Linked DNA regions of Mus musculus: regions 1 and 2 are each linked to region 3. Evidence: chromatin contacts called from public ChIA-PET and promoter capture Hi-C data. All regions are on one chromosome and are shown on one strand. Each heading gives the region's core, a stretch centred on a gene start, on an enhancer-like site or on the middle of the called end of the contact. The rest is flanking DNA. Distances are from core to core; before and after follow the strand shown. Region 1 holds the start of C920009B18Rik (RIKEN cDNA C920009B18 gene). Region 2 holds the start of Raet1d (retinoic acid early transcript delta). Region 3 holds the start of E030030I06Rik (RIKEN cDNA E030030I06 gene).

Region 1 (2,700 bases), core at 95-2,594, 160 kb before region 3:
GTGTTTCAGCTCCTAATGAGTGGTCTTTGGGCAGGAGATTGCCGTCTGCTACATGAGGGTCTAAAAGACACTCAGTGGATAGAAAAGTGAGGAAGGCTAGAAAGGTAGGGAAGGGAGAGCAGGCTGGTGGCTGAAGAGTCACACAGACACTGAAGCTGAGCCTGGTGGCACACACCTGTAATCCCAGCATTTGGTTGAACACAAGAGACAAGGGATTGTTTCTGATTCTACAGTGAGAGTGGTAGTGTGAGGCCTTGCCTAAAAACAAAACATCGAAACGAAAGGAGGAGATGAAAAAAACAGGGGTGTAGGGAGTAAAAGTGAGAAAGTGGGTGGTGTGGCTACCTTGTCCCTCAAAGTACCTGTTGTGACCTGCTAGAAGTACCACAGGATGGTGGGAAAGAAAGTTCAAGGACAAAGAAGTCCCTGTGTGGGGCTTGGGAGGAATCCAAGGAGAAGGAAGTCTTCAGAGCATAGCCTGCCTTACATTCTAGCATTGTCCCCAGTATATCCAGTCTGGTGACTGGTTTAATCTCCCTGCAGACACCAGGTGTCGGGGGCATCACCAGATGCTTGTTTCTGCCGGCTGTGCAATTTATCCATGTAATTCCTCCCACACCATCCCTGCCATAACTTTTTCATGACTTCCTTCTTCAAACCACTGAAGACCGGGTGGTGTGGAACTATGGAGAGCCAAGGTGCCAAGTCACTGAAGGAAAGAAAGAGAATTCTAGCAGCTTCCCTGTAGCCCAGATGTGAGCTTCCTGACTTAAACTAGGTCCATGTTCTGTTACTCAACCCCCTCCCTGTAGACCCTGAGTACTCACCATCTGCCAGTATGGTCCCCAGATAGCTCAGCAGAATGAAAAGGCTCAGAATCAGGCAATGGTTGCTCTTGCTGGTGGCTCCCTTTGCCATGGTCTTCCCTCAGACCCTGCTTGCCTATGGTGTGACTGGAGCTGCAGAGAGAATGGGGGATTCCACAGTACCAACCCCCCCCCCCCACACACACACACACACACTCCCAGCAGGCAGAGGACACTGCTCAGAGAATTCTGAAGAAAATCCAGGCTGTGGATTAGGCTGTGAACTATATGTATGTTTGCTCCATCTTTTCCTATTGGTCTCAGGGAATCTCTCTAGGAACCTGATGCTCTGATCATCCCTTCCAGGGACCAAGGCCCATGTCACTCCAGGGTTTCTGGGGGTGGTGACTGTTTTGTAGGGCTCCCACACCCCACCGTCCCTTCATCTCACTCACCAGCAGCTGGGCCTTTAGAGTCCCTTGGGAACAGAGTAAAGAAACAGAGGATGAAGTGGGTGCCTTCACCTTGATTTGCTGAGGCCTGCAACCAGAGAGTGAGAGAAATTTATACCAGGCCAGTCCCCATCCGGTGCCAGGCCCCATGCACAGCGTCACTTCTGGGAGGTCCTCACTTAGCATGAGCTCATCAAAGTAGGTGGCCCTGAATATTGCCTGTAGGAGTTTCCCCTAGCTTGAGACACGCCCTGTTTCCCTCAGTCCTTCAGACTCCTCTCCCTCACTTCCTCTTTTCTTCTCCATCTCAGACTCTTTCTTTGCCCCTCCAAGTCCCTTCTTCATCACCCCCTGGCACAGACTCACGGATTCTTTCCTGCCCCATTGCTTGCCACTCTTGCCCTCCCCTCATAGGCAGGCTCCCTTCACAGCCCCATTTCCTTCCTTCTAGTCTCTCTTGAAGACAATTACTCGCTTGTCGGGAAGGAAGATTGAGGTTTTCCCCTTAGCTCTGTGACACTAGAACCATAGACCTTGTAGAAAGTTCTGCAATCAAAAACTTTTTTGCACTTAAATTGTCTTCTGGGGCCTGAAGAGATACTCAGAGGTTGAGAGGACCTGCAACTCCTTTCAGGTACCCAGATCAGATTCCCAATGCACCTACAACAGCGCCCACCCTCAGGTTTTCTTCTCTTTTGTTTGGTTTCTCTGTGTAGCCCTGGCTGTTCTGGGACTTGCTCTGTAGATCAGGCTGGCCAAGAAACCAGAGATTCACTGCCTGTGTCGCTAGAGTGCTGGGGTTCAAAGTATGTGCCACAATGCCTGGGTAATAATAACTGTCTGTAACTGTAGCTCCAGGGAATTAGATTCAGGCTTCTGGTTGTCATGGGCACTGCACAAACATGATGTAGTCATACACAGGAAAAACACTCATGTACATCAGTCAAAAATGAAGGAAATTTTTCTTTCTGTTGCAGAACAGTCTTCTGCCGGAGAAACGTACAAATCCTTGACAGAACATGTGTGAATCAGGCCTTTTTAGTGTGCTTTTGGCTGTGAACTGTATGTTTGTTAAGGGGTGTGTGTGTGTGTGTGTGTGTGTGTGTGTGTGTGTGTGTGTGAGAGAGAGAGAGAGAGAGAGAGAGAGAGAGAGAGAGAGAGAGAGAGAGAGAGAGAAATGTGCCTGTCTGTCTGTCTGTCTGTCTGTCTGTCTGTCTGTCTATCTGTAGTGGGGTGTTGGATGTGTAAATATATAGGACAGAGATTAACTCTGGGTGAAGATTCACTGGTGCCATCCAACTGTGGGTAATTCCAGGTAAAGAACTTGGGATGCTCAGTGCTTGCCTGTGTGGGATGAGCCACAGCTAATGACAGCCTCTGTTGAGTCTGACAGACCCCCTATGTAGTCCCCACACATTGGCTTGGGGACTTCCTGCAGGGAA
Region 2 (2,703 bases), core at 65-2,564, 210 kb before region 3:
GGCAGAAGGCTTGTGAGGAATCCCTTGGGAAGGCAGTCTCTAGCACAGCCTGCCTTAGGTCCAAGACTGTCTCCTGGTCTTGCACTGCTCCCAACACACCCAATCCTAGTCACTGGGTTTTAGGCTTCCTATAGACCCAGATGATTCTGAGGGCATCACCAGGTACACCCTCCTGCCCTGTTGGTTCTTCATTCCTGCCCCTCCCCCACACTGTAACTTTTCCCTTATCTCTTCAATCCACTGAAGCCTGGGTCATGGAAAGCCAGAGTTCCCAGTTGCTGTGGTGCTGGACTGAAGAGTGGGAAACCCTGGAGTTTTTGGTACCCCAGGCCTGGGAACTGACTTAAGCCAGTTTCCTGTTCCTTGCAGCAACCCTGGACCATATAGGCCCAGGGAACTCACCATCTAGCCCGTTGGTGTATCCATAGCTCAGTAGAATTAACAGCTTCTGAATCATAAAATGATGGCGCTTGGTCACTGCTGCCTTGGCCATGGTTTCTTCTGACAGATGTGACTGTGGCTGCAGGGAGAATGGGGAAGTTAGCATGCCCCTGCTGTAGCCCCAGTGCAGACTAAAGCAAGAGTTCCAGGCACCTGGCTGTGAATTAGGGCCTTCTCTGCTCTGACCCTGCATCTCCCCAATCCACTTTTCCTTAAATTTCTTAGGGGATCACTCCTGTGCCTTGTGGCTTGGAAACTCCCTCTCTGCAAATCTTGGCCCCTCTCACACTGGGTCAAACTGAGGTTGCAGCTAGGAACCTGACTACTAACCAACTAAAAATCCTGAGGACAGAGTTGTACTAGGCTCCCGTGCCCCACCCGCGGTCCCTTCTTCATCTCACTCACCAACAGCTGGGCCCTCAGGGACTATTGGCAATAGTGTCAGGAAAGGTGAAGAAAGAAAAAAGTTGGTGTCTTGAACTGCAGCCTCTGAAATCTGCAACAAGAGTTGAAACATTTATGCGGGGCCACACCCACAGCCTTGAGTACCTAGAGGAGTTAACAAATCTTTGCTCTAGCCACTTCCCCTGATTCTTCTCTAGTTTCAAGTCAGTCTCCTCTGGACCATCCTTCTAGGATGGCCTGGGATCCCCAGGCAGCTGTTCCTCACTTCCCTCTGTGCTTCCCGTCTCTGTCTCATTTCTCCTCCCTCAGAGAAATTTTGTCCCTTCCCTATCACCCTCTCACGTCTTTTGTACCCTCAAATATTTGTTGTCCCACTGCTTTCCCACCCCCAACTCTCCTTAGTCCCTTCTCCCCATCCCGTTACCCTCACCCTCCGCAATAGCTCTGCTCACCGCCACCCCTCTTCCCTCCAAACCCTCCCGCTTCCTCCCAACCCCGCCCCTTCCGTCTAACCCCACCCCCTCTTCCCCCTCGCGCCAGCGAATGCTGGTGCTTTTCTGTTTAGCTCTGTCCTAGGGGAATCTAAGACCTCGTGAAAAGTTCTGCAGTCGCAGTTTTCTTCCAATTAGAAGCTTCTTCTGGGGCCTGAAAAGATGCTCAGAGGTTAAGAGCACACACTGCCCTTTTGGGACCCAGGTTGGATTTCCTGCACTCACCGAGCAGCTCACAACCTTCTGTGACTGCTGCTCCAGGGGATTCCAGGCAGGTTTCTGACCTCTGCACACACTGCATACACATGGTGTAGAAACACAGAGAAAAAAAAACTCATGCAATGGAGATAAAAATAACTGAATCTTTTTCTTTCTGTTGTAGAACAGGCTTCTGCATAGGGAAAGTCCAGGTCCCTGGCAGATCATGTGGGAGTCACTTTTTTTTTCCCCAGTCTGTTTTACAGCTGCACTGTATATTTGCAAAGGTGTGTGTGTGTGTGTGTGTGTGTGTGTGTGTGTGTGTGTGCTTACAGGGCAGAGATTAACCGTGTGTGTGTGTGTGTGTGTGTGTGTGTGTGTGTGTGTGTGTGCGTGTGTGTGTATCCACAGGTTCCATGCATGTTGCTTTAAGACACAGGGTCATTTACTAGCCCCAGCTGTCTGTGTTGGTAACCATGTCAGAGACCCAGATCTGAAACCCACATGTCCTAGAACTCCCTCTGGAGGCATTTCCAAAGAGGTGTCTTTTCTCTTAGGAGTTCCTCTTTTCTGACTTTCCAAATCCTTTGTCCACAGCTATACCATCAGCCCCATGCATTTATCCACTAATGTTACATCAGGCCCTTGGAAGCAAATTTGTGAATCTGTTCTCATTTGTGTGTGTGTATGGGGGTGTGTGGGTATGAGTGTGTGGTGGATTATTAGATAAGTACATATACAAGACAGAGGTGACATTTTGGTGAAGATTCACTGGTGCCATCTAACTTGTGGGTTATTCCAGGTAAAGATGCTCAGAGCTTGCCTGTGTGGGATGAGCCACAGCTAATGACTGCCTCTGTTGAGTCTGATAGACCCCCTATGTAGTCCCCACACATTGGCTTGGGGACTTCCTGCAGGGAACTCAGAGCAGCTGTCCCTCCTCCATGCTGAGGCTGATCTACCTGACTGAGGTGAGCATGTCTCTCCTATGGAAACACTCTGATGAAGCACAGTCACTCACCTTCTCTGTCCTTTGAGCTTCTTGCTAGAGTGCTCCCAGCTGTGTTCAAGTAGTTGCTTATGTGCCATTTGGTCTGTGGGTCCAGCTGTGAGCTGCACCTATAACGATGCCTTACTCAGATTTAAGTGTATTTTGTGTAAGAATTTC
Region 3 (2,700 bases), core at 165-2,664:
TGGTGGGGACCCTTTGGCAAGGCTTCCGGAGAAGCTCGTGAAGGATTTCATTCAGTGCTAAGACAGAGAGCTGAGACAGAAAGCAGAAGGAGGCGGCTGCAGCCTTTGTAGTCGCGGAGGAGTGCAGAAAGGTTGAAGCACTATGTCAAACTTTTTTGAAATGGGGTCAAGTCACATTTAGCCAGCGTGGTAAAGCAACAACAACAACAACAAAAGTGGAGGAGGAGAGGGGGCTAGGGACCGCCGCTCCGGTCTGGGTGTGCGTGTGCTGCCCCCTCCGGGAGCCTGGGCTGGACAGGGGCGCCAAGGCCATTGCTCCCGCTACCTATGTGGCCCTCGACCCCCGGGAGAGGCCTGGAGGGTCCTTTATGCAGCTTTTTAGGAAAGCTTTCAAAGGAGCCTGGGGTGTCCCTGCCTTGTCCAGGTGGTGCTATGCTCGCACCCAGTGGGGGTCGCGCCATGTGTTCTTTAATTCCAGGCGGAAGAGCGAGCGGGGGAGGAGGGGTGCGGGGCAGGTAAACGCATGGGGACCTTTCCGGATACGCGGCTGTAGTGGAACAAGGTCCAGACCAGACTAAGGCCGCGGTGGGACGGGAAGGCTCACTCGGTCTTCCCTAAACAACAGAACGGGGATGGGACGCCCGACCGCGCCTGGGACCTAGCCTCCAGCCTTTGGAGAACAGAGCGACTGTCTTGGCTACCAACATTCAGCCGCCAAGGATACCGGGCGGGGGTTCTGAAGTCGCGATACAAGGGAGACCTAACCCTTCTCACACCCGGGAGACCTACGTTTACTGCCCCCACCCCCACCGTCGTAAGGGCGGTTGCTTTTGCACGGGTTGAAAACTTAAGGACCAGTCCCGGTTAGCTAGCAAAGTCCCGAAGTTACTTTTCAGGACAGGACAAGCAAAAGTGTGACGGACCTGCCTTTCCCATACCCTTGCGATCTTTGTGTGTGTGTGTGTGTGTGTGTGTGTGTGCACGCGCGCGCGCGGGAAAGGGAGCAGGACACTTCTCCCCTTCCAGGGCCCCTTGCTCTCCCACCTCTAGTAGCCCCAGCCCTCCCCTACCAGATGGTCTGTCCTCCCTGAGTTTCCACAAGGGAGGTCCTCGGCGATTCGGAGGCAGAATTTCGTCTCCCGCTAAGCTTGCCATACCCCAAAGACCGTTTGTGAGAGCGAGTCTCTTTCAAATGTCTCCCTGTAGAAAAACTGAAAGTAGAAAGGAAGCAATCTCCGAGCAGATGTCTGACCACCCCTACTCGCATACTCGCAGCATTGGGTTACAGGGTCCTAGGAGCCCCAACCCCGCTCTGCGACCCCACATGGGTGAACCCCCGGTGCTTTCACGCCAGTTCCGAACTCCCCCAGGTCGCCCCGTACTCCGCGCGACGAGTCAGGGAGGGCAGCTGAGAACAACGATATAGGTATAAATATTGAGCCGTGACACTGATGCGCCCGGCGCCCCCCTCCCCCGCACTCCGGGCACACTCTGGGCTGCTCCGCACGCCCCCTCTTGTCCCGCTGCGTCCCGCTCGGCGCTCATCCCCAAGGGGCCCCAGCAACCTCTTCCTTTCAAAGACAGCACGAGCCGTGCTGGGGAAGAAAAGTAACTTGGTTTTTCTCCGAGAAACCTGGCCGGATTAGGCAGCCAGGGCGAGTAGAGGGGAGAATGAGGGGAGCTGGTGGAACCCGATGGAAGTCTCCCGGGCAGTCTGATCACACTTTCTCCTTGTCCTCCGGTCTCCTCCTCCTAGGTGCAGAGATTGTGGGCAGACTACGTAATCGCTGCGGAGGGGGAAGAGGAGGGATCTCCGGCGGCGGCGGCAGGGCGCGGAGACTCAGCTGGGCGGAGTTTCGCGGCTGCGCCCGGCTTGCGCCCGCGGGCGAGAAGGTCGGTCCGTCTAGCCCGGGGGCCCCCGAGGCGTGTAAGTCAGAGAGTACGCACCCCGGTTCCTCTGTGCCGCACCGACAGCCTGCAGCCAGCAAGGAGAAGGACAGCCTGGGTGGCGCCGATCAGAGTACGAGTGCTTGGCAGAGATCGGCGAAGGCCCCCGACCTGAAGAATGGCGGCCGCTTCCTGATTCCGAAGCGCCAGCGAGTACAGACCAGTGAGGAGGACTTGCGGCTCTCCACCGTCCGTGAGGTGGCGGTGCTGAGGCACCTGGAGACCTTAGAGCAACCCTACGTGGTCAGGTGAGCCTGGAGCCCTGGCTATGGGGTCCGGGAATGTGCTGGGCAAGGGGCGGCTGGTTGCCCAACTAAAGTTAAGAGTTGAGTTTCCTCAGATAAAACCGGTGACCCTGCTAGACAGGCAGAAAAAGAGACCTGCGGTGGCTCCCCTCCCCCTCCCACACCGCTCTGCGTGCCCCAAGGGGTCTGGGGGCTTTGGGTGTCTTTTAGGGACAAAACCAGACAACCCCAAGCCCTCTAGGACTCAGTCTACAGAATCTTCCTGGGCTGGGTGTTAGTTTTGTTTTTTGGTTTTTTTTTTTTTTCTGTTTGTTTGTCTTTTGGTTTTTTGGGGTTTTTTTTTTTTTTTTTGGTTTTTTGTTTGTTTGTTTGTTTGTTGTTGTTTTTCGAGACAGGGTTTCTCTGTGTATCCCTGGCTGTCCTGGAACTTACTCTGTAGACCAGGCTGGCCTAGAATTCAGAAATCCGCCTGCCTCTGCCTACCAAGTGCTGGGATTAAAGGCGTGCG

What was found. ChIA-PET counts read pairs in DNA pulled down with a chosen protein or histone mark. Capture Hi-C pulls out chosen DNA fragments and counts their contacts.
Region 1: a contact with region 3 is called in an RNA polymerase II ChIA-PET map of memory CD8 T cells, with 82 read pairs. The contact joins the promoter of C920009B18Rik here to the promoter of E030030I06Rik in region 3. A contact is called at or near these places in 1 of 484 Hi-C or Micro-C datasets (nephron progenitors), 12 of 115 datasets of contacts at active chromatin or transcription factors (the 230-238 cell line, CD8 T cells, the HPC-7 cell line and 8 more) and 3 of 9 other capture datasets (adipose tissue, liver and macrophages).
Region 2: a promoter capture Hi-C map of adipose tissue shows a contact between it and region 3. The contact joins the promoter of Raet1d here to the promoter of E030030I06Rik in region 3. A contact is called at or near these places in 1 of 39 promoter capture datasets (embryonic stem cells), 1 of 15 datasets of contacts at CTCF or cohesin (the NIH/3T3 cell line), 9 of 115 datasets of contacts at active chromatin or transcription factors (the 230-238 cell line, bone marrow-derived dendritic cells, embryonic basal ganglia and 4 more) and 6 of 9 other capture datasets (adipose tissue, embryonic stem cells, embryonic tail and 3 more).

The regions. Positions count from the first base shown.
Region 1 is chr10:22,305,426-22,308,125 of GRCm38.p6, reverse strand. It overlaps C920009B18Rik (RIKEN cDNA C920009B18 gene), which reads right to left and starts at 1,344. Exons shown (of 3, transcript NR_015465.3): 1 at 1,262-1,344; 2 at 828-959. Gm26740 (a long non-coding RNA gene) reads left to right here and starts at 1,744. Exons shown (of 8, transcript XR_003948845.1): 1 at 1,744-1,892.
Region 2 is chr10:22,360,505-22,363,207 of GRCm38.p6, reverse strand. Raet1d (retinoic acid early transcript delta) reads right to left here and starts at 1,314. Exons shown (of 7, transcript NM_020030.2): 1 at 1,299-1,314; 2 at 847-937; 3 at 403-520. The coding sequence starts at 493.
Region 3 is chr10:22,147,984-22,150,683 of GRCm38.p6, reverse strand. It overlaps E030030I06Rik (RIKEN cDNA E030030I06 gene), which reads left to right and starts at 1,414. Exons shown (of 2, transcript NM_001254745.1): 1 at 1,414-2,195. The coding sequence starts at 1,672.